Regions from separate parts of the Mus musculus genome. Here all the other regions are linked to region 1. A link is a contact called in public HiChIP or PLAC-seq and promoter capture Hi-C data. All regions are on one chromosome and are shown on one strand. Each heading gives the region's core, a stretch centred on a gene start, on an enhancer-like site or on the middle of the called end of the contact. The rest is flanking DNA. Distances are from core to core; before and after follow the strand shown.

Evidence for each region. Promoter capture Hi-C pulls out the DNA fragments that hold promoters and counts their contacts. HiChIP or PLAC-seq counts read pairs in DNA pulled down with a chosen protein or histone mark.
Region 2: a promoter capture Hi-C map of embryonic stem cells shows a contact between it and region 1, with 2.4 times the contacts expected there. The contact joins the promoter of Bdkrb2 here to the enhancer-like site in region 1. A contact is called at or near these places in 7 of 39 promoter capture datasets (HPC-7-derived erythroid cells, cranial neural crest, embryonic stem cells and 3 more) and 3 of 115 datasets of contacts at active chromatin or transcription factors (embryonic forebrain, embryonic stem cells and stem cell-derived neural progenitor cells).
Region 3: a contact with region 1 is called in an H3K27ac HiChIP or PLAC-seq map of embryonic stem cells, with 2.8 times the contacts expected there. The contact joins two enhancer-like sites. A contact is called at or near these places in 2 of 115 datasets of contacts at active chromatin or transcription factors (embryonic stem cells and stem cell-derived neural progenitor cells).
Region 4: a contact with region 1 is called in an H3K4me3 HiChIP or PLAC-seq map of embryonic stem cells, with 17 read pairs. The contact joins the promoter of AU015791 here to the enhancer-like site in region 1. A contact is called at or near these places in 1 of 15 datasets of contacts at CTCF or cohesin (embryonic stem cells), 6 of 484 Hi-C or Micro-C datasets (embryonic stem cells and stem cell-derived neural progenitor cells) and 2 of 115 datasets of contacts at active chromatin or transcription factors (embryonic stem cells and stem cell-derived neural progenitor cells).

Annotation. Positions count from the first base shown.
Region 1 is chr12:105,060,005-105,065,860 of GRCm38.p6, forward strand. All of the region lies in intron 2 of Gm31829 (a long non-coding RNA gene), which reads right to left. Among named protein-coding and RNA genes, the nearest start is that of Gm31884, 15 kb to the left of the region's middle. Within about 2 kb of position 3,032, at least 8 of the 459 cell types and tissues checked have an H3K27ac peak or open chromatin away from gene starts, as enhancers often do. A contact at or near this core is called in embryonic stem cells, where this site is marked.
Region 2 is chr12:105,559,915-105,565,770 of GRCm38.p6, forward strand. It overlaps Bdkrb2 (bradykinin receptor, beta 2), which reads left to right and starts at 3,258. Exons shown (of 3, transcript NM_009747.2): 1 at 3,258-3,334.
Region 3 is chr12:105,543,306-105,549,161 of GRCm38.p6, forward strand. No RefSeq gene overlaps it. Among named protein-coding and RNA genes, the nearest start is that of Bdkrb2, 17 kb to the right of the region's middle. Within about 2 kb of position 3,091, at least 42 of the 459 cell types and tissues checked have an H3K27ac peak or open chromatin away from gene starts, as enhancers often do. A contact at or near this core is called in embryonic stem cells, where this site is marked.
Region 4 is chr12:105,510,839-105,516,694 of GRCm38.p6, forward strand. AU015791 (expressed sequence AU015791) reads left to right here and starts at 2,595. Exons shown (of 5, transcript NR_102381.1): 1 at 2,595-2,729; 2 at 2,854-2,933; 3 at 3,188-3,293; 4 at 3,467-3,619; 5 at 3,913-4,411. It overlaps Gm40565 (a long non-coding RNA gene), which reads right to left. Exons shown (of 3, transcript XR_872958.2): 2 at 5,419-5,580; 3 at 3,574-3,780.

The DNA of each region.
Region 1 (5,856 bases), core at 1,782-4,281:
CCCATGCAGAAATGGCATCTGCTTTTCTGACTCCTGAATGCCAGCTTGTTCTTTGAGCAACAGAGAGCAGAGGAGTTGGGTAAGACTAGACCACAGGAGGCCTTCCAGCTGCTGCCTGGGTCTCCTGGAAAGCTTTCTCATGGCACAGTCCTTTCAGAAACCCAGCTGCTGAGGCTGAGACAGACTGAAACCACAGAAAAGTCACACAGAGGTATTTGGCTGCCAACTCCAGCTGAGCTCCCAGCTGACAACCACTTGCAGCTCAGAGTGCGGCCGTCTTCCACTCCTAGCCTTGATGAGTCTTTGATGGGCTGGATCCTAGCTGCCATATGTCTGAAAGCACACAAGAGAGTCTGAGCAAGAACTCCTGGCTGAGGTTGGTCAACCCCTGTGTTATCTACTTTTCTGAGTGCTGTAACAACATAGCTGCAGAAGCACGTAGAGGAAGAGAAGGTTTATTTGGGCTCACAGTTTTCAGCGCACAGTCTCTGTGGTAGGGGAAGCGTGGGGATGGCAACAGGAACTTGTGGCATGACTTTTTCACGTGTTGGAAGACCAGGATGCTGAAGGCTTAGGGTTGAGGCAAAGCCAGGCTCTAAGATTCGAGGTGCATGCTGGGTAAGGTTGTCTGGAATGGTCCCTGTTCTTCTCATTAGACCATTGTTCTTTGCTTGGGGTTGCTCCCCTGTCCTCTGGGAAGTCTCCCTCCTGCAGGGTGCTGCCCTCCAGTCCACCCGCCCCATGCTTTCTACTCCTGACGTCTGCCTGGCATTCCCCTCTTTTCTTAAGTTAGCGGATGTAGCCATGTCTGATCCCCACAGGGAGCCAGGCTTTACAGAAATCAGGGCCCCGAACTCCTTGCCTTAAGTCGGAAGTTCTGGAATGTATTTTTGTATTCTGAGCATTTCCCCAGTAATTTGAAGGGCGGGGAACTAGAACCTTCGGCCGGAGATGCTCTGAGCTTCAAGGCTTTGGAAATGGCCTTTCAAACCCCAACCAACCTTCATAATCGGGGCAGAGGTGTGAACTCTGGAGAGATGAGGACTCGGCTTCAGACAGGACTTTGGCTTTTCTGAGCTGCTCTCTCTGGGGCTGAAGATCGTGAATGCTCGTTGTTTGAAGTTTCTCTGCAGGCTCTGGGGAGTTCACCCTTACTCCCAGGGCCATGACTATCACAAGCATTCCCAAGAATAATCTTTTGTAAACGGCAGTCAAAGCATCTCCATTTTTCCCTCTGCACATTTACTTCCTTCTAGCCTTTTGCTCCAGGGGACCCAGAAGGCTTAGTGCCCAAGGCAGAGAGGCAGAGGAAGCCCTGGCTTTGAAAGCTTAGAGGAGTTTGTGAGGATTGAGACTCCTCTGTCTATTTCCTTAACAAATCATGGCTAAAAGCCTGGAGGCTCCTAAGTATCCTGGTGGGCAGTGCGGGAGAGGACAGGCCACCAGGGTGATGGGGGTCAGGGAGTGGGAATCTGAGAAGGAAAAGAGAGAAAGCATCAGGGTCTGAGAACTGGAGAAAGGAGGAAGGCCAAGAGGTCCATCAGGGACCTCACTCCTATGTTCTGAGTTTTCTTCTGCCGCCAAGGTTGGCAGAGGGCAGTAGGGGTTCAAGGCTATTAAGAAAGCAAATATGGCTGTTGAGTCTTCCCTTGGAGCCTCTGGGAGGCCCAGCCAAGGAGACCTTGGATGTTAGCTTTCTCTGGAGTAGTGTAGAGATGGCACGAACTCCACCATCCTTGTCCTGGGCAGGATGAAGTCACCTATTGGGACGCACATGGCAGCCAGGGGCAGCCAAATGCAAGGACATGAATTAGACCGCTGGTCCCTTGTCTATCGGGCATTTTGTTTCAGCAGCACATAGCAGCATGTTCCCAAGGTGTCGCCACCTCAGGAACCAGAACAGCTAGGGAGCCGTCTCCTCTGTTCTTATCATCTGCCAGCCACTACCAGGGGCTCTCTGAGGAGTCTTCAGTGGTCTTTGCCACTAACCACCCCTGTCACTCCATGTGACCTTGACGATGTGAACACGGTCCTTCCGGGATGGAGGCTAGACAGGAACTCCCCAGAACTTAACTAACTCCTACTTGTGGTCCCGAATAGAACTTTAAAGACCATTTTTATCTGGCCATGGTGGTATAGCCCTGTAATTTCAACATCCAGGAAGTGGAGGCAGGAGGATTATGAGTTACAAAAATAGCTTAATGTATATATAGAGAAATCATGTCTCAGAAACAAACAAACAAAACCAAAAATCCTCTTGAACGTGTAGACTTGCTGGAGGTTAAAGGACAGAGAACTGGAATGTCCAGAAAGCCTGTTCCTTGGGCTGTGTTCAGGCCTAGTCATTTTCAAGTGTGAGGACATAAGTTTGGACCTCCCCCGCCCCAACCCATGTAAAAGCCAGGCACAGCCCCATGCCTTTGATCCCATCCTTTTCTGCCAGGCTCTTGTCTGGTTCTTCCGGGCCCAGAGCTGTTTCTTCCTGCACAGAGTCCCTCACTAGCTTCTGGAGACTGGCCTCCAGCAGATGCTCTAGCCCCACCCACAAAATGGAATTTGTCTCTCAACCCCCAGGAACCCATTTATAGTTCCCAAGTCTAGGAATTTGATCAACCCCAATTTTATACACTGGGTAATTTAAAATCAGATTGAACAAAAAGTTACTTTTCTGCCATGACAGGGGCGACTCTGCTCAGAGCCTGAGTTAGGCCAAGGCCAGAGCTATGAACTTGATCTGAAGCATCTATACCTGTTTTTGGCTCTTAGGTACCCTGGGAACAGGGGACAGTCCATGTTAGATTCCAGCCAACAAGCTCAGGTGTGGCTTCACTCCAGAGGAACAAGGACAGTGTCCCATGGACAAGGCCTGCCCTATTCTAGAATGCAAACTCCTCTTTAGAACTTTAAGGCTCCCAACCACCCCTGGTGGCTTCATGTACTCCAAGCTGGTGCCAAGTTTCCTACACACTTGGGAGTGATCTTGAATTTCTAATCTTGCTTCAACCTCCCTAGGACTGGGATTTCAGGGTGTGCCACCACACCCAGCGATGGGGATAGAACAGGCTAGCCAGGCACTACCAGCAGAGCTGTATCTCCGACCCTACTTTCAAATTTTGAAACGCTAGGAATTCCCTCAGTAGAAACTTTTCAGAACCAGCTGACCCAGCACCGCTTTGCATCTATGGGGTAGCGGGCGTGTCAGGCCTGTGCAGGGACCGTCGAGGACCCCAGTGGATCTGGTTTTGTTCTGGCATGGTCTGCCGCTTGGCGCTTTCTGATCTTTCTCATCGATGCTTCCAGCTCATCTACTCCTGTCTCATCAGTGCTAGTTTACAGATCACACAGCCCCAGAACACAGACGCCTTGAGTCACAGATTGTTTCCTTTGTCTTCTCTCTGCCTTTTCTCATTTCCCACCTACCCCAAAGGGTTTTACAATTCCATTGTGGCAAGTGGGTGGGTAAGTGAAGGGGCGAGCGCGCATGCGCGCACGCACCGGCTAACCTACCGTCCAATCTCAAGGGTCACTTGTGTGCTGGGCTGCAGGATTGATTCCAGGGTACACGAGTAAACAGGTCATGCTCACCTTGCAGAGAGCTATACCCCCATTTTCTCTGAGGTGGAGGACAAGGTCTAGCTTCTGCTACCCCAGCTAAGGTCATTGGGATGGAATCGGGACCCATTAGCATTCCGCCCAGAATCTGCAGCGGGGAAGCTGGCTGCAGGGCATTTAAAATGTGTTGCAGGCAGGACTCGCTGGCCTCCCTCCTGAGGCAATCTAAATGTTAGTAGATTGAAATCCTCAACCACTCCAGTCTGCTAACAAGAGGAGTAAATCACCTTTGAGAAACCAATTATACCGCTGTAATAGCATCCTGCTCACGCGGCTGTATGCCAAATAAACCCCAATGCAGCCCCACAGGGCTCACACCATCCACTCTGATGTCAATCACACAAGTCACAGCGCCCCCAACAGGCAGAGCCGGGTTCAGGCTCCAGACAGGCGGCTGAGTAAGAAGCCGGGCAGGATTGTGCAATCTTAATGGTTCTGCTCTTTTTCACACACTGCCCTCGTCCATCCAGATTACCCGCCTCTGTGTGTGTGTGTGTGTGTGTGTGTGTGTGTGTGTGTGTGTGTGTGTGTATACACTGTAGTCTTCCCGATTGGTACAATCCTGGTCCCATTGCCTCTCTGATGGCTCCAACGGACCTGTGTGGTCTGGTCACAGGGCCTTTTTAGAAACAATAATTTTTATTTCATTTTACATAAGTATGGGTGTTTTTCTTGCATGTGTGCCTGGCGGCTGGAGCGGGTGTCGCATCCCCTGGAACTGGGGTTACAGATACTTCTGTGTAACAGAAGCTAACATAACAGATGCTATGTGGGTGCTGGAAGTTGATCTCAGATCTTCTGGAAGAGCAAGGCTCTTAACTGCAGAGGCAGACATCTTTCTAGCTGTCTCCATCTCTGCTCCAGGTGATATTTAAGCTTGTTGTAGATAGCCTTATTTTCACACACACTTTCCCCCAGGGGCAGGAAAGCTCTACCCAGCCTCCCTGACTGTTTATTCACTCCCGAAGGGAGAGAGAAAGCAGCTTCAGGGATTGGTCAATGCCCCCCAACCCAAGGCTGTGCAGTCAGCAATCTCCTCCTGCCTGTCTGGAGCCACAGGGTCCTGTCTCTGTCCTCTGCCATGCAAGTGTCAAGCACTGGACAGCACTGTGACTTCTGAAGAAAGTGTGCATGCCACAGCAGCTGCGCTTTTGAGACTTGTCCTTTGCAAAGCTGTCTCCCTTCCTTAGCTCCTTAATACTGTTGTGATCCACAACCCCGGAGCATCTTGTGACCCTCACAAAGCAGCGTCAGAATGTGTGGTGACCACCCTTAGTCCTCAGTCTGTGCAATGACCAACACAAATGACATCAACTTCCGTGAAGTCTAACTTGGTGAAAAGTGACACCTTTCTCCTGTTTGCCTGACCTCTTGTGGCAGAGTTGCCCCTAGTACCCAGAGCTCAGACCTGTGTCATTTCTCTCCCCAGGACTCTCCTGGTGAATCCAGACTCAGAGCTGGAACCAGCCACAGGAGCTGAAGGTCAGTTGTGCTGTTAGGCCAGAGTGAGGGAAAAGGGGACACCACTGAGCACATAGGTTTCTGCTCATCGTCTCTTACACTCTCTTCCCTCTTTATAAACCTGACTTCCCCAAGATAGATCTTTGGGGGTAGTGGTACTAGTTGCTTTCCTGCGGCTGTCATAAAACCTCATGACCAAGGCAACTTACAGACGGAAGGTCTTATCTGGGCTAGTGGCTTTAGAATGGGGAACAGTCCATCATTGGGTGTGTGTGTGGGGGGGGTGGTCATGGCAGGAAGTGGCAGGCACGGCAGGAGGACAGGAAATGGAGAGCTCGGCATCTTCAAACTTAAGTATGGAACAGAGAGAGCAGACCGGAAGTAGACGAGGCTCTTTCCTCTCAAAGTCCATCTCCTAGTAACATGTTTCCTCCAGCAAGGCCACGCCTTCTAAACCTCTCCAAACAGTGCCACCAGCTGGGGACTAAGCATCCAAATACTGGAGCCTGTGAGGGACATTTATCATGTAAAGGCCCCTGGTTTGAGAACCAGGATTTGGATAGGCCTGCCACCGTCGCAGGGGCCTAGCCTTGAATAAACCTGGTTCCTCCTTCCAGTGCTCATCTCCGGAGACCTGGCTTTCGAGTGATGAGAGAGGGGACAAACGGGACAAAGCTCCGTCCCTGTGACAGACTCACTACTCATCCTCAACCTGCTCCCCACCATACTGTGGTGTCTGAGGTCTCAGGGATGTCTCTTTGCCTTAGCTGACCTACCCAGTGT
Region 2 (5,856 bases), core at 2,008-4,507, 500 kb after region 1:
AATGTGGGAAGAAACTCCCCCCAAATGGGTAGCAACTACTGGGCAGTCCAGATTAAAAGAGGAGTGTAGGGGGACATGGGCAGAGAAGACCCTCTTCTTGATTGGCCTCCCTCGTGCCTCTGGGATAATTTACCCTGTTGCTGCTGATTCCTTCAATGATATCAGACCCAGAATAGAATTTCCAGGCTTCCATAGTAGACTGAGTCCAGAGGCTCTTCAAGAACCATCTGGGTTTTCAGTACCAGATTGGAACTGCTAAGGTGCCCGGTCTTAAGGAGCAAAAACTACTCAGTTCTCAGGCTCTCAAGTGTGTGAGAGAGCTGTTCTTACTATTTCAACATAAGCTGATTTAATAAATTCTTTCAATACATGTACATATGTAGATAGACAGCTAAGTAGAAGATATGTGTACATATATGTAGATATGTAGATGGACAGACAGGTAGAAGAGATGGATAGATAGATAGATAGATAGATAGATAGATAGATAGATAGATAGATAGATAGATAGATAGATATCCAGTCACAGCTTTCTGGTCAAAACCAACCATTGATTTCTGGACAAAATCACAGGCCAGTTCTTGAAGCTTTGGGGACGTCTTTCTTTCCCACCAACACAGAGAATGTTCTGGAACATTGCAGCAGAGAGGTGGACGTTCACAAATGTATTGGTATCCTGCTCTATGCGGTTCTGTTTTACTTGGCCTCTCCTTCACACAGTTAGGTTGGGTGGGGGGACTCTTCCCTTCTTCATTCCAGTTATGGGGTGCCCACTTGGCATGGGTGATAAATAGCAGTAAAAGATGGGGCTCCCTGCTTGTGGATCTTAGCCCACCAAGAAAAACCCCATGGCTGGTGCAGGAGATGCAGGAGTTGGTGGACACACACGGGACATGGTACCTGGACAAACATATTGGATGTCCCCAAACAGCCTTCCAGAAACCAGGGACTACCATCCAGGGCAGAGATCACAGCCAGTGCAAAAGCCCACAGTTGGATGTGATCCTGACACACTTGGGAGCTGAGAGGGCATCTTGGGGCTAAGGCACAGAGGACTGAGGTGGCTGGAAACTGTACTAGAGGAGAGTGGGGCACAGGGGAACCTTTGTATGTTGTGTGAAGGACCCCAGCTAGGTGAGGAGGCTACAGGAGTGTCACAGGAACACCTGGCCCCCTCCATTGCCCTCTCTGAATATAGTGGAGGGCTGAAGGCTGGAGCCCTGCCCAGACTGAGCTTCCCTCTGCAGCCCCCGCACAAGCACACACAGTGCAGAGGACGTCAGAGGCAGCCACCTCAGAGAGCTTTCAGAAAGAGCTGAGCCAGATTTGCTCAGAGCAAAAGCAAGGCGAGAAAAGCAGACAAAGCCAGAGAGGACCAGTTACCAGCTCGTAAGGAGGAGCGCTTTGAAATGACTGCACAGCCTGCTCTGCCCTCAGGGACTGGCCGGACGTACGCCCATCCCTCCTTTTCTGCTGCCTATGAATGCCTGAGATGAACAGGTGGCTAGATGAACCAGTGGGTGTAAGAGAGAAAGGAGAGGGTGACAGTGGAGAAAGGAGAGAGGAGAGAGAAGTGGGGAGGAAGGAGGGAGAGGAGGAGGAAGAGAGGAAGGAGGCAGGGAGTGGCATAAAGACATAGGTGGCTAGCTGGAGGAACAGTTCATTATTAGTGTCAATAAACAGGGGTGTGGGTGTCTATAAGTTTTCTAGATTCGTCTGACAGCTGGACACAACAACATAACTCCAGGTGACTTACAAGAGAAGACTTCTTCCAGTGCCACACTAGCGTTCACGACAGCAAGTCAGACCAGTAGGGGCAGCTTCTGTCGGGGTGACAGATGGGGCTAGCTAACCTGGGAATTATCAACTCTGATGTTCTCGTGGTATAGGACTCTTCCGAGCTGCTGAGGATCTGGCTTCGAGGTGAAAAGGTCAAGTGCTTCCCATCAGAAAACCCAGCAAGAAAAGAGTTTGGAACGTGAACGGAGTCTGTCACTCCAGACCAACCAGCACTCTACAGAATGAGGGCAAGATAGTGGGGCTTTGGGGGAGGGGGGGCATTGTTCTTGGTTTTGAGTCTGCTTCCCAATATGGAGAGCTAAGCAGACCTCTGACTCTAGACCCTGCAGCCTTGGTTTCTGTGAATCACCACTCAGCTTCTGTCTGCTCTGCAAAGCTCATGAAGGACCCTTCCCTTGTGACCCTTCAGGGCTGTGGTGGTTTCCCCTGCACGAGTGGGTAGGCACACAGCATCATCTTAGCCAGATCACAGGCTCACTCACCCAAGTGGACCAGAGGTCCCATGCCTCGGAAGCTCCCTGTGGTCAGACAGGCCAGAGGTGCAGATGGGGCAATGGGACACTCAGGTCACAAGAGCTTTGACTCATTTCAGTCAGTCTGAAGCCAAGACAGGGTTGGATTCACGACCTCTGCCGCTGCCCCATCCCTATTTGGTCAGGGACAGGGGGACAGCTGCTGGAGCTCTGTCTGTGTGCATTCCTGGAACCCTAGGCTCTCTCTGGACTGGTCTCTGATCTTCCCTGCATCCTCCTCTCATCTGGAGAGGAAAGCGCAATGGGTCTTTAGCAGATCTTCAAAGAAAATGAAAAAAGACAGAGCTTAGAAGGAGAGGAAGAAACTGCTTCTAAATTCCCCAGAGGAAGTCCCGTATCTGGCAGGGGCCAGCACACAGCTCACTCAAGGACTTGGCCAGCAGTGTGTCCCTTGTCTGAGTTGTATCCTAGTTTCTGCCTCAGCACCCCTGGGAGTTGTGCACGGCCAAAGCAAAATAAAAAACACGTTCAGAAACCCTCCATCCCAACTGGCTGCCTTCTATTTACATCCTCTGTAAATGCCCACTGTTTGCACCTAAAACTCAGGAGCAAAACAATCACTTCAGGAGACCCTGTCACGGTAAACAGTGTTGTGTTAAACACAGGCATTCACGTGGTCTCCGTGGCTGTTCGAGCTGCAGGGGAAACATTTACCAGCCTAGGCTCCGGGACCCGACCATGGTCTGCACCCACGGGGGACAACCTGTGGCCATCCTGATTTGGCCTCCGCAGCTAGGAGGTCCAAAAGCACCACCGCTAAGAACTGCTGCTGATCCCGGAGGGAGCCTGGAGCTGATCTGGACTAGAGGTGGAGGGGGGAGGTGCCCAGGAGAGTGATGACATCACCGGCCAGCCCTTGAAAGATGAGCTGTTCCCCGTGCCACTCCAGCTTCGCTCCTCAGGGGAGTGGATAGTAGGGCTGTTGGGAAGGCGTGTCAGGCAGCCGCTGAACCTGGACCGAGGGACTCCCTACAACACAGAACCGGCTCGCTTGAGAAAAGGTGAGTTTCCGGCATGGGCTCGTTAATGGAGAGCGCAACTATCCCAGCTGAAATTGAGTCTCGGGGAACTGGAGGAAGATTCCTTCCTCCCCTAGGTCTGAGAAATGAAGCGAGGAAGGATTACAGATGCTTACAGGCAGGGGGTTTGCCTTGCCTGTTCCAGCTCATCTTTTCCCTGTGAGCGACCAGTGGTTTGAGTTTTATAGGTTTCATGTAGACACCATGGGCTAAAGGAGTGAGCGCCAGGCAGCAGGACAGGTGTCCAGAGTCCGGCTTTTTATTCACTGAGCCACTGATGGTATTTTGTGACCCCCGGAGAGTCGCTGTCACGTCTCTAGGCCTTGTTTTCTCTGTCTGCAAAGTGTTTGGCGGAGATTAATACAGAAAGGAGACTTTGTCTGTTGCGCCTCATCTGGGCCAGTGGTGGCAGCTTTAATCCACAAATACTTAGTGTCCCCTGCCCTGTTCTTCCATCAAGGTAGTGCTTATGGGTGAGCTTGGTGTGTTGTCTTGGGTTCAAATCGCAGCTCCGCTTTTACCCCATGGGTAACATAGTTGGCGAAGATTTTATATCTCGGGACCAGGGCCACAAAGAAGACTCGGCGGCTCCTTTTAATGCAGACAGAAATGCGATCTCCCCACGGCGGCGCGGCGCGCCACGTGTGCAATTTGCGTTACCCAGGTTGCTGGTTGGTAGCTCCGTGGCCTCTGTGTTGGGTGCAGCAGTGATGCTCGCGGGTTAGGCAGGTTAGAATGCGCCTTCCTGAGTCACAGGCTGCCTGTGGCTCTCTCCAGCCCTCCACAGGAAGCAGGAGCTCTGCCGAGTGTGGGTGTGGTGCCATGCCAGACACAACTCCTGGCCCTTCTGTGTCAGAGAAGGGCTTGTAGAGAATCTGGTCCCCCGCTGTGCCCTAACAGCAGTGTGGGTGTTGGGAACACCCCCACAGTTGTGAGACTCGGGAGCGGAGTTTGCTGTTTTCCTCCGCTTGGATCGGGGCAGGGGCAGGCAGGAAAGGGGGGCTGGAGAAAATATTAAAAGTGGAAAAACTCCTGTGCTTGCCTGGCAGTGGACCCTAGGAGTCCATGACAGCTCTATCCTGAACTTGCGCACTGCCGCTTGATGTGTTAGGGGGGAAAGAAAAATCCCCTGTAATCACACCCTGCAAGGCCCCCAGCACAGATGGGGAAACTGAGTCTGGAGAAGGTCACAACTTCACCAAGTCCTTCTTACATTGCCAAGGGACTCCCATAACTTCATGGGAGGCGGGCTGTGTCACCTTTAAAAAAATGAAAAGATGGATTGACTGAGCCTGTGTAAGGATGCTGCTCCAAGCAAACGGGATCAAACCCAGAATAACTGGACCGTCTGACTTCTGCTAACACAGTGACTGGCTGGACAAGAATTTCAGGGTGTCTTAGAGTGACATTAGGGCTACCCTTCTCTGCTGCTCAGGTGTGGCCTGTAAGGGACCACATGGGTCGAGGGAGAGTCATATAGATTGCCAAGGGGGCTCGGCTTCCAGAATGAAGGTGGGACCCGCACCTCTATATCTCAATCATGGGATGGACAGTTGACTGCTTTAGAACTGGGCCCCATAGCCGCTATTTGCTGAATACATGAATAAAGGTTTGCTGAATGGACAGCTGCAGTGCTCACACTGAGAGCACTGAGAACACACGGCCTGATGTCAAGTTAAAGCAGCTGGTTTGGGAAGCTGACATTGTGAGCACCCCGTGACATGCTGGAGAAAGCGCATAAAGTCTATGATGATACACATAGGGTCAGGAGGGATGGGGTGGGTTAGATGAGAACCCTTTGAACTTTCCCCTTTCGTTTTCTGTGAACCTAGAGCTGTTCTCAGGGAAAGCTCGTGGATCAGGTGGGTCTGTGTTTTGCTTTAAGAAGTCAAAGGCCGTGGGTCAAGGCATAAGAACCCACTGACACCAGAGACTCTAGTGATCACTTGCAGCACGTGGTCCTTGGCCCAGGAATCCCCAACCATAAACAATTGCCTTGGTGTGCATGCTGGGGCCAGTGTGCATCTCAGGATCAGGAAGATGGTTGTTGCCCATGGTCTGGTCCATCACAGGAGGGCTCTAAGCCAGCGATCCTCTCCTCATGTGGTGGTAACCAGCTTCCCCAGAGCCACAGCATATGTACTGTTGTTATGAGCTGTATGAGTCAGCTCTCCTTGGCCGGAATGTCCTCGGCCCTTCACCTGCCCTCTGAGAAAGGGGTCACATGGTAAGCTTTCCTGATTTTCTGGGGAGCCTACACCCAAGACACACACCCAGAGCTGCATTCCACAGCAAACTGAACAATCCATCTCTCGATGATTCTGTCACCAAGGTGGGGTCTCTGAGACTCTGGAGGCCAAAAAAAAAAAAAAAAGTGGAACCCTAGAGACCCCACCACTTTGTCAGAGGTCACAGTGAGAGGGACAAGCGGGACATTGGGTCCAGACCTCAAGGGTGCCACGTACGGATCGAGAGACTCTGAGTCTCTGCTCACTTGCCTGTGA
Region 3 (5,856 bases), core at 1,841-4,340, 480 kb after region 1:
TCTTCACAAATAAGCCATAAAATCTATTTCCCAGCCTCCTTTGCAACTCGACAAGGCCACATGATCATATTCCAGCCAATCAGATGTAAGAGAAAGCGATACCAGCTTTGATGTAGGAGAAAGCGATTCCAGCTTCTAGCGTGACTACTTCTTGAAGCCTTTCACAAAGAATCCTCCTTCTCTCTTTCTAGACTGCCATGAAGACCAAATGGACCAAGGCGATTGTAAAAAACAAAATGGAAAGCTGAAGAGACCTGGGGCTCCAGCCCGCAGCTTGAAGAAGGACACCCCTGTGATTCGAACAAGAGATAAACCTTTGCTGCCTAAGAGCAGACGTTCTTATTCCTGCAGCCTGGCTGAGTCTGACTGCTCCTGGCAAGCTGTACCTTTTAAATAAAATATGTGAAATCAATTGCCCATAAAGAACACTTCAATGTGAGCCTTTAAAAATTAAAGCACAATCAAGGAATGAACAAGCCATTTGTTGAATTAGATAATAAACACTGTTTGTGGGACTTGAGGGAAGAGAGAAGTCACCGAGGACGGTGTTAGTAAAGGAGGCGCTCTGTGGAATCTGCCAGGATGGGTGTGGTTCTGAGTCCTGGAAAGAAACCAGGAGATAATGATTCATTCTACCAACGCACCAGCCACTCAAGAGACAGGAAGCTCAGTGAGGAGCTTCTGTCATTATGGAAATGGGACAGGGCCCACGCAGTGATGGAGTAATGTGCTTAGTTAGTTACCAGCACCGGTAGCTTTCCTGTGTCACTGGGAATCTGGACTCCTCACTCAATCTTCCCTGCACCCATCCCTGCATCCACAAAATGGAGGATCCCTGGGTACCCTAGTACCCCAGGTGCCCTATATCCCTAGTACCCTAGCATTCTAGGTATCCTAGTAACCTGGGTGCCCTTGCATTCTGGGTACCCTAGCATCCTGGTTACCCTAGCATCCTGGGTACCCTAGCATCCTGGGTACCCTAGCATCCTGGGTACCCTAGCATCCCTGGTGCCCTAGCATCCTGGGTATCCTAGCATCCCTGGTACCCTAGGATCCCGGGTGCCCTAACATCCTGGGTTTCCTAGCATTCCTGGTACCCTAGCATCCCGGGTACCCTAGCATCCTGGGTACCCTAGCATCTTGAGTACCCTAGCATCCTGGGTGCCCTAGTATCCTGGGTACCATAGTATCCCGGGTGCCCTAGCATCTTGAGTTCCCTAGCATCCTGGGTGCCCTAGTATCCTGGGTACCCTAGCATCCCTAGTACCCTAGCATCCCAGGTACCCTAGCATCCTGGGTACCCTAGTATCTTGAATACCCTAGCATCCCTGGTACCCTAGCATCCTGGGTGCCCTAGCATCCTGGGTACCCTAGTATCTTGAGTACCCTAGCATCCCTGGTACCCTAGCATCTTGAGTACCCTAGCATCCTGGGTGCCCTAGTATCCTGGGTATCCTAGCATCTTGAGTACCCTAGCATCTTGAGTACCCTAGCATCCTCACTCTGCTCCTATTTCTTCAGCAAGTGCTTCCGTTAGAGGCAGTCAGAGTAGGATGTCCTTCTCCATCTCTCATCCTCACTCCAGACACCCGACCCCTCCTGGGGGCCACTCCTTTCTCCACTTCTCCACATGGCCCTGTACCAACACATTCTTCCCACCATAGCCATGAGGTCCCAGAAACGCAGTTCTGATCATGTGACACATTCCACTGATAACATTCTGATGTTAAGTGTCCTGGTCAACTTGACTAGGCGTTGGCGCCCAGCTATGTGGTCTGCTATTACCCGAGATGTGTCTGTGAGGTTAGCCTGAATGTGAGTAGCTTTGGAATCAGCAGGCTCTGAATAGAGCACATTGCCCTCTGTAATGTGGGTGGAACTTGTCCCATCAGCTGACGGCCCCAATAGAACAAAACACCAGGGTCCCTGGGCAAGACAGAATGCTGTCGCAGGAAGCTTTTGAACCAGGTCTTCAGCCTGGTGACCCATCTACAGATTTCAGACTTGTTGGCCTTTACAGTCATGAGCCAATTCCTTTCAATAAGCCTCCATATGTATATGTATGTATATGTATGTATATGTATGTGTATATGTATGTGTATGTGTATGTGTATGTGTATGTGTATGTGTATGTATATGTATATGTACATACACATGCACACACACATACAATTGGTTCTGTTTCTATAGAGAGCCCTGACTCTCTCTCTCTCCCTCTCTCTCTCTCTCTCTCTCTTTCACACACACACACACACATGCATGCATGTGTGCACACAGACAACCCTGTACACACACACACACACACACCACCCTCTGGGTCTGTCAGAGCTCTCAGACCCCTAGGACAAAGTCCAAGTCCCTTTCCATCGCTTTTTGACACTTTTCCCTCACTTGAGCACCCAGATTTGGTTGTAACACCCCTTGGACCCCACACATCTCGCTTTAAACTTCTGGCTCTCATAGACAAGCTGCTATTTTCATCCACCCATGAGCTGCTCAGGAGTCGGGTCACAGGGGCCTTGCACAGCTGCTTCATCTGGAAATCTATCCCCACTGCTCCTCAAATAAACCTGGCTCTAACGACAGCAACTGAGTGTCACTTCCTTTCACGATCTCACGCCACACTTATCCCAGAAGTGGCTCAACAGTCTTTTGTAATCACGCACATTTGAAGCCTGTCCCTCCCAAAACTGTACATCTCCTGTAAAAGAGCCAGGAAAGCCAGCTTCACTGGAGCCCCTGCCTGTGCCTGGGGCACACAGCAGGTTGAGCTCCATCTTAAAAGACTGAGCAGATGGTGTCTTTTGTCATTCCCGTGGGTGCCTCTAATTGAGTCCAGAGGGAGCGCTCTGCCTTCTTGGACCACACACTTTGATTGCATGGCTAACACTGAGATCAATTCCTCCACATTGCTCAACTTGAGTGATGACTTACAGAAAGCACGCTGTCGACACCGGCAACCCCACCCGTGACCTTTCACCCTCATAGGCGCTGCCGCCCCTCCCAGATTTCGCTTTCTCCCACCCACCTCATTCCCAACGCTTCCGGGTCTCATCCCAGCCTCCCTGTTTGCTTTCTATTGGCAGAGGTGAGTAAACTCACTGATAATAATTGCCTGTGTAACCTCTGTGGCCCGGGGTTGCTACCCTGGGAAGTTGGTGACTGGGCAAAGGATGTCAGGAATCCTGTGGCTGTGTGATGTCCACACTCACTTTCTTCTTCTGCATCTTGGCCTTGAAAAACCAACGAGGATCTAGGAAGAAAAGAAGAGAAAGGCAAAGAAACACAGAGAGTAGGAGGGAAGGGAGAAAAGAGAGAGAGAGAGAGAGAGAATCAAAGTCTTTGCATTCATCTGCTTCCTGGGGTCTGAGTTCTGTTTCATCACCGGGATGAAATTCATCTGGTCTGATGATACCAGTGTTTTTCCAGCTCCTAGCCACGTGGGAATCGTCATGCCTGAGTCAGAGACAGACTGAGTCCCCTCACCCTGGCCTCTCTTCCAACGGAGAAACCATGCTCAGGACATGGACCTGCTAAGGTCTAGTGACCCCTGTCCTCCTCCCCAAGAGTTGCCCCCTCGGCAAAGGCCTTCTGTCTCTCTGGGACCATGAGTAGGAGTGCCCTGATCCATTCGGTTTCTAAGATCACGTTTGCCAGAGGTCAAAACGGGCATCTTGAGCCTTCCAAGGGAAGTTCGACCCACAGGTTAGCAGATCGGTCACTGATGCTCCACACAGGTGAGGGGAACCACCCATCCGTTTTGGAAAGTGGGCTGGAAAATTCGGACTTGAGTCTCAGAAGAGCCAACAGCCGCAGCAGAAGCCAACACTGAAAAGCTCCCGAGGAGAAGAAAGCCACAGAGGCCACCAGGAAATAAATGCATGGGGTGGTGACAAGAACCTGAAAGGGACTTGGCCCAGGTATTTGGCCTCACCTGCTTGAAGCAGCCAACACCGACATGACCGGGCTCTGTTCTGCTCAGGCTCTGAGCTGTGCTGTGGTGTCCCTCACTTCCTGTCTGAGCATCCCAGCAGCTGCAGCTCATGATCCCTAGGGGCACTCACAGGGTGCAGCAAAGAATCACTGGGGACAGAGGCTCTATGGAAATCCTAGTGCAGAAACCATCCTCCTGTAAGTCCCTTGGCCCACATTTCTCAGATGGTTTAACTCCCTCCCTGCTAGGTCCTGTTGCTAGGCAGCTCCTAGCATCCCTGGCCATCTCAGATTCAGAAGATGTTTTTACACAGCTTTCTCCTTCCTGGCGTCTCTCCGTGCCCCTCCATTTCCCACAGGGTCACCCCTAAGTTGATGTCCTGCACACAAACCCTCCCTCTCTGTCTGCTTTGGAAGGAGCGCAGCCTAGTGCATGCTCTCTCATGCTGGTGATTCAGTCAGTGTCCCTCCTGCAAAAGTGCGTCCAGCTGCAGTTGGTGGCCATGTGTTGCCACTGGCTACCTCAGAGGGGTGGCCTGAGTACCTCTCACAGGAGACAGGCAGACACAGAAGAATGTGTTTGTGAGTTTCTGTCTCAGAATCATGTGTTCTGGGATCTGACCCACTTTGTGATGGTTGACCTGGATGGTCGCCTTGATTAGAGATGTTCAGGGTGTTGTCAACTCACACCTTGAGGTGGATCTGAGCACAGATGGTGTTTCCAGAGACAATGAGCTCATTAGGGCTCCGAGTTACTCAATGATCCAACCCATCAATGGGTACAAAAATCTGTTGTTCTGTCACAAGGGGACTGGAACTATGGGAGACAGGGACTGTTGGAGGAAGTGTCACTGGGAGTGTGTCCTAGAAGGCTATACCATGCCTTGGCCCACTTTGTTTCCTGTCTAGGACGATGAGCTAATCTGCTTGGCCCTGCCCTTCCCAGCATGATGAAACCATGAACTAAAATAAGTCCATTCCTCCCCTCAGCTGTTTTACTGGGGTATTGTAGGAGCAAAATACCCCATGGGGCTGGATACGTGGCAAAATGGTCAAGAATACTTGCTGTTCTCCCAGAGGGCCCAGGGTTAGGGAACATCTAACCCATACCTCTGCCACCCTAACTCAGACAACTGAGCTGCTCCTGGCTCTTGGCCATCTATGTACATACTGATGACAACCTCATTCCAAGAACTCCGTGTAGCCCAGAAGGTCTGGATACCATCCAAGAAGCTGCCCCTAACCCCAAGCTGCAGACTCAGCAACCTCAGTCTCACTTTCTGTCCCCATGTACTGTCCCTGTAGGACCCAAGGAGGATGGCCTCTACTGCTTCGCACATTTGTGACTTGAGGTGACTTTCTGCCCCCCCCCCCTGAACCTCAGTTTCTCCACAATATAAAGTGGAGAATATAAATATATAGCGTCTATTTTACAGAGATGTTCTGAGGGCTCAATGACAGTTATAGGAAGCTTTATGCTAAATTCTACATAATAGGTTCTGCTGAACGGCAGCTTAGAATCCTGTGCTGTGGGGAAATGGGCTGGCTGGCTGGTTTGCCCTAGCATGCACCAGTTTGGGGGCATTGCTTCTAATCCGTGGGAAGCCTTCTCTAGAGCAGGTGTCCAAGCCCTCGGGATCTGCACAAGCCTCCCACCCTCTAACCATGGAGAATGAAAGGCCTTGAGCTGGTCTGATGTTGCCCTGGAGAATAAATGAATTAAATGAGCAATATTATGGAGAGCTGCGGTGAGACCGCAGGGTGACCTTGCGGTTAGAGACCAGGGAAAGAGCAGGGTCAGCCGCTGGGAAGAGCTGCCCTTTGCATGGCCTAGCTGGCTCCATCCCTGGCCTCTGCAGCACTGACTCAGGGTGCTGTGGACACAGGAAATCCATTCCGGAAGTTTCCAGTGACACAGACATG
Region 4 (5,856 bases), core at 1,345-3,844, 450 kb after region 1:
TCTTTACTGTTGCTGTCTCATTCCAGGGATACCTCTATGTTTCAAAGCAGGCTTCAGATTGTGACCTGCAGCTGCCCCATTCCACCCAGGAGGTCTCAAAACCCTGCTAGATAATCAGTCCACTGCACAAATTCTTTCTGGGGAAATGTGCTGACCCAGCAATTGATGGGCAGTAGCTAATCTCAGATTCTGAGAGGGAGGGGAAATGGGTATCCCTTTTTGATAGGCAGGACAGTGAAGGCCATGACAAATATGGAGTGTCTAAATTGAGGTAGAGGACTGTGATCATTTCTGCAATCTATTCTTTATCTTCCTCCACCTCCCATTTTATGACAAGGTCCAGAGAAGTTGAGTAACTCCCCTAAGGCCACTGTGGTGGTTTGAATAGGACCGACCCCGTAGACTCACATGCTTAAATGCTTGGCCCACAGGAAATGGTACTATTGGGAGGTGTGGCCTTGCTGGAGTGGGTGTGGCCTTGGTGGGGGAAGTGCGTCACTGTGGGGGCGGGCTTTGAGGGCTGAGGCTTTATATGCTGAAGCCACGCCCAGTGTACATAGACTCACAGTTGCTCCTCTTGCCTGCAGATCCAGATGTGGATAGAACTCTCAGCTCCTTTCTCCAGCACCATGTCTGCCTACATACCACCAAGCCAGCACCAGTTAAGATACTGGAATATATCTCAGAAACTGTGAGCCAGGCCCAATTAAATGCTCTCGTTGATAAGAGTTGCCACGGTCATGGTGTCTCTTCACGGCACTAGAAACCTTAAGACAGCCACGCAGCCAGCAAACGGCACAGTCTGCCGGGCTCCAATTTCAAGCAGTTTTCACAACAAAACCTCGATTTTCATCTTCAGGCATTTCCAAAGTCTTACGATATGTGATTTACTCTTCCCCCCTGCAATTTTATAGCCTGAGAAGATGAGCTCATGATGAGACAGGAAGTCCTCACGCAGCAGATGCTTCTGAGGCAATTCCAAATGTGACATAATTTCTAAACAGACTCGAAGTCCATGTCCGTTGGGCAGTGTGGGAGGGCTGAGACTGTCTCCAGGATATATTACCTACCCTCTGATCCACAGCGGGTCAGGAAACAAAGAGCAGAAAAAACGCCCACACAGGCCATTCCCGAAGAGCTAAGGCAATGCGGGCTCTCTTTCCTGGATTCATCCAGGACATATGTGGTGGTCGTGGCAGTTTCACAAGAAAGAGAAGGGGAGACGCCCTCTCTACACATGCTGAACATTCAGGCAACCAGTTCCTGTATTGCAATCCCAGATACAACTGGATCCATGGAAACCCCCTCCTCCACCATATTTAGAAACTTTATCAGACTGTTGCCAAAACAAGTCAACTTGGAGCTGTGACAGATGCGGTGCACCCGGCTACCAAGGAAGCTTTCTTGTTTCTGAGATCTCAGCAAGGGGTAGGCAAAGCAGTCGGGCAGTGCTCACTCAAAGCAGTGACCAGTTGGGTGGTGATTGCCCAGCCTGGAAGTGGGTGTGGCTAAGGTGTGGGCGTGGGAAATGAGGAGCCTGGAAATGTCCACATATACATTGACAAAGGGAGGAAGTGACCACACAGGCCAGAAGGGGCTGCCGCTGGGAGCTCATGTCTGTAACTAAAGCTATACAATGTTGCACCTCCAAACTTGAATGAGTCTTGTGTCTCTCATCCCTAAGTAAATGGAGTGGGTCTTACACTGTCCAATCACAGCGCTCCCCTGAAGGGCTAGGGTACCCTCCACCCGTCTGTGGGAAGAGCCTGACCTTGGGTGGGATATTTGAATCCCAGTACCAGGTAACTGTGGCACTCGGAAATGGAAACTGTGGGCACGCAGGTGCTCAGGGACTCTTGGCTTCTCTCAGTTGCACAGCCACAGTCTTCGTTGTAGATGTGGTGACTGGTTTCAAGGGTGATGGGTTTCTTAGTGTGCCTCTTCTGCAGTTCCATGTGAGCACAGTCTCTGACCCCTGCTACTGGAGATGGCTCACAGAAGCCAAACCTACTCCATCTGGGGACCGGACTCTATCTTTAAAAAAAAGAAAAAAGCCTGAAGGGCTGGAGAGATGGCTTAGTGATTAAGAGCACTGATTGCTCTTCCAAAGGTCCTGAGTTCAAATCCCAGCAACCACATCGTGGCTCACAACCATCCATAATGAGATCTGACACCCTCTTCTGGTGTGTCTAAAGACAGCTAGTGTACTTACATATAATAAATAAATCCTTGGACCAGAGTGAGCAGAGGTCCTGAGTTCAATTTAAAAAAAAAAAAAAAGCCCTAGAAATTGACCTGCAGCTAAACCCAAGCTGTAACCAAGCACAGGAAAGACCCTGTGCTTTGTCCTTGGCCCATACCCCAGAGTTACTCCCTAGCTATTTCCTCGAAAGAGTCAATCAGAGATTAGTCTGATTGTTTCAGATGTACTTACAGACCATTTGTGATTGTTCACGGTTTTGCTTCAGAGCACCCACCTGTTGGCTTACAATAGTCATAAAATTAGACACTTGCTAGGCTGATCTCCTCCCTCTTGCTGGTCATTTCCTATAAAGCCTTGTCCCGCTGAGAGCTCAGGGCTGCACCCTCCTGTTCTGCTGCATCAGAGAGGGTGATATAACCCAAGCTCACACTTGTAACTAAAGACCCTAGTGTGATTGCATCGGAGTCGGCTTCCTGGTGATCTTTTGGGGTTCACGGACACCTTCTGGGACAGCAGCTCCTGTTCGGTTTGGCTTCCCTGTTACTTGGATAAAACCCTGACCAGAAGCAACTTGGGGTTGGGTGTGGGGAGTGGCTGTTTTGTTTTGTTTTGTTTTGTTTTGTTTTGTTTTGTTTTTCTTCATCTTACAGCTCCAAATGGTAGTCATCACTGAAGGAAGCCAAGACAGGAATCTGGAGGCAGGACCTGAAGCAGAGGACCCTCAGCGGAGGTTCCTATCCTGGGTAACAAGTGGACACCAACTAGACAGAATATTCCCCAGCCCTGCTGTGACGGGTAGTCACTGTGGACAAGACTGGTGTCTGGTACCAAGGGAAAGGTGGGGCAGCAGACTAAAGCTGGAGTTCAGGGCAGGCTCGGGGTCTTGGTCACACACCATCATATAAGGAAGAAGCTCAGAGCAGGGTTCTAAGGTGACATGTGACATGTTCAGGTGCTGTGTGCTATGTTCCCTGGGCTTTCCAGGTTACACAGAAAACTTGCTGTTTGAATGCAGATCCTGGGGTTCCACGAAGGCACTGTGCCTTTGGTTATACGTGAGCCTCAGTTTCCTCTTGCCAAGGAGGGTGGGGTGAGTATCAAATAGGCGCTGGGTCCCATGTGTCCCTCAGGTCCAGTGCACAGCGTGGCTGCTGCTTCTCCTTATAGACTGTGAAATGTAAGATACCCCAAGTCCACATATTGTTGGACTTTCTTTCTTCAAGTTGGTGTGGTGTTCTGAGAGCACACATTTCTCTGCAACAGCCACGCCCCAAACTGGAATTCCCAAGGATGCATCACACTGAGCAGGACGGTTCACTCAGCCCCAAGCGTGGTCGCCCATAAAACTTGACACGGACACGGTGCCCCTGGCAGGTTTTATTTATAATCTGCCTGTGATCTGCTTCGGGAATACAAGTGAGTCTGTGTGGAGTGGCTCTCAGGTGTGGGGGTGGATGGAGTGGGCGGGGGTGTCACATAATTGTTGCTGCGTTTGCAGTATTTTCTCCCTATAATCTGGGAAGCTCTGCATGCTGGAATAATCTCGCAGGGAATATTCTGAGAAGGGACCTGTCTTCCTGTAATGAAAAGTTTTGGAATTATTAGTCCTAAGCAGCATCTTTGAGATTATCTGTGACCTTGGCCTCCCGATCAAATAGCAATTGGAAGAGCTCCTTCGACTGTCTCTCAGAGAGGCATTTTCTAATTAGTACTTGGAACCTTCCAGAACCAGAAGCACGCCATTTAAGTCTTCAACGCTCATTCCGTGGTCCTCAGATCCTCAGAGGAGGCTCTGTGTCCGCACCGGATCTGTCTCCTTTGAACCTACCTTTCTGGTCCCCATTCAGTCCTGTGCAGTCCAGAGAACCTGGCAGCTCTTCTGCAGCCAGATCTATCTTTGAACTGCTGTATCTCTTGTGGGTGAAAATGTGGGGCTCTGCTTCAGAGCAAAATTCAAAACAATCCAGGCTCTGGCAGGCTTTCTTCTTTCCACTGGTGTTTGTACTTAGTGTTTAATAAATATGGGGAGGGTCAAAATATGATGTCATTAGCACAAATTTGATTGAACATATCCGGGTTTTGTTTCTGGCCAGTGCTGGAAAGTGACTTGTGATCGCATGCTTCCTAAGTACGTGCTCACTAAGCTGCACCCCCCACTCCCTGTATCAAATTAAAAAAAAATAAAAGTAAGGGCATTGTGTTTGTAAATGGAATGGCTGGAGCTATGCAAATTTGTCACTCAAGATGACAACACCCTTAAGGCTTGGTTCTCTTCAGCTGAGTCTCCTGGTAGTGCAGACAGCAGCGCACATCACACTCCCATGCAAAGACACTGGTGCCCACTCGCTGTGACCCCCCCCCATCTACTCTGGGCATCATCTTCCTTTGGTGCAGGAGGTGGAGGTGACCCCCTAGCCTGCCCTCCCACTTGCCTCTTCGGCAGTTTACCAGATTAGTAGCCATCTCAGACTTCAGGTCAGTCCAGATCCGTCCCCACAGCTTACAGGAGAAAAGTCTGTGCCCTTCTCCAAAGCCAGCACAGCAAGTCACACACAATCCAAGTTCAGCACCATCCAGCCCCACCCTCAGGCTGCTTCCGCTCCTGCTGGGGAGTCCTGACCACCACAACTGCTACAGCTCAGGCCTCAGATCCCCAGGACGTGGCTCAGGATGACAGTGGCTCAGGACTCAAAGGGGATCCTGGGCAAATCTGCTTCAGTAAAGAAGGATGCTAAAAGTGTGGGGGGGGTGTAAAGCTGACCCCAATATACAGCCACTGAGACTTCTCATAATCTTCTTCTAGAGCTAGGATCTTTGGGGATGATCCAAATTGAAACAAGGGTGTATGGATTTCACATCCCTAGTTAGCTAGTCACCAGCTGTGACTTCCCCCTGGGCACTGGGTGGAACAAAGTGGGTGACAGAAGATAGGCATTGCCCAGGGAAGGATGTCTGGGACCATGGTCAAAATGAAGTCCTGAAAGTGAAGGCTTTTATTCATGTTAATGAGCAAGATAAAAGAGATTTTTCTCAGTTGCAGGGAACCTTGGGGAGGCACCCTACTATCGACACAAGCTGGTCTAACCACATAGCTTATACCCAAGCCAAGACAGCTCTGGAGGGAATATGGGGAATTTTATTAACAATTGCTAGTGTAACAAGTTTCAGCGTCACTTCACAGATGGAGAAACTGAGGCACAGAAAAGGTAACTCACCTGCTTGTGAAAAGCAGTTGCCATATGGCTGAGCCAGTCTTCACACAGACAAACTTTCAAGACATCGTACAGGCAGAATCCTCAGAACAGGTAGGGATGGGTCGGTTGGAGACGGTGGAGATAGAAAGTGCCCAAGGTTAGGCATGAGCACTGCGAAGAGCCCTGATGAGATGTGGTGTACAAGAAAGCAGAGAAGAGAGAAGGAAGCACTGTTTCTGCTACTCTAACAGATCACTTGAGTCTGAGTAGTTTATAAAGAAAAGAGGTTGCTATGGTTTGAATAGGACCACTCTCCTCTGAAAACCTATCTTGAAATCTCATCTCCATTCTGAAGTTTTGTTTTGTTTTTTGTAAATCATGAGCCACCATGCCTGGATGAAACTCGATTTTCCTCCTTTCTTTCTTTCTTTCTTTCTTTCTTTCTTTCTTTCTTTCTTT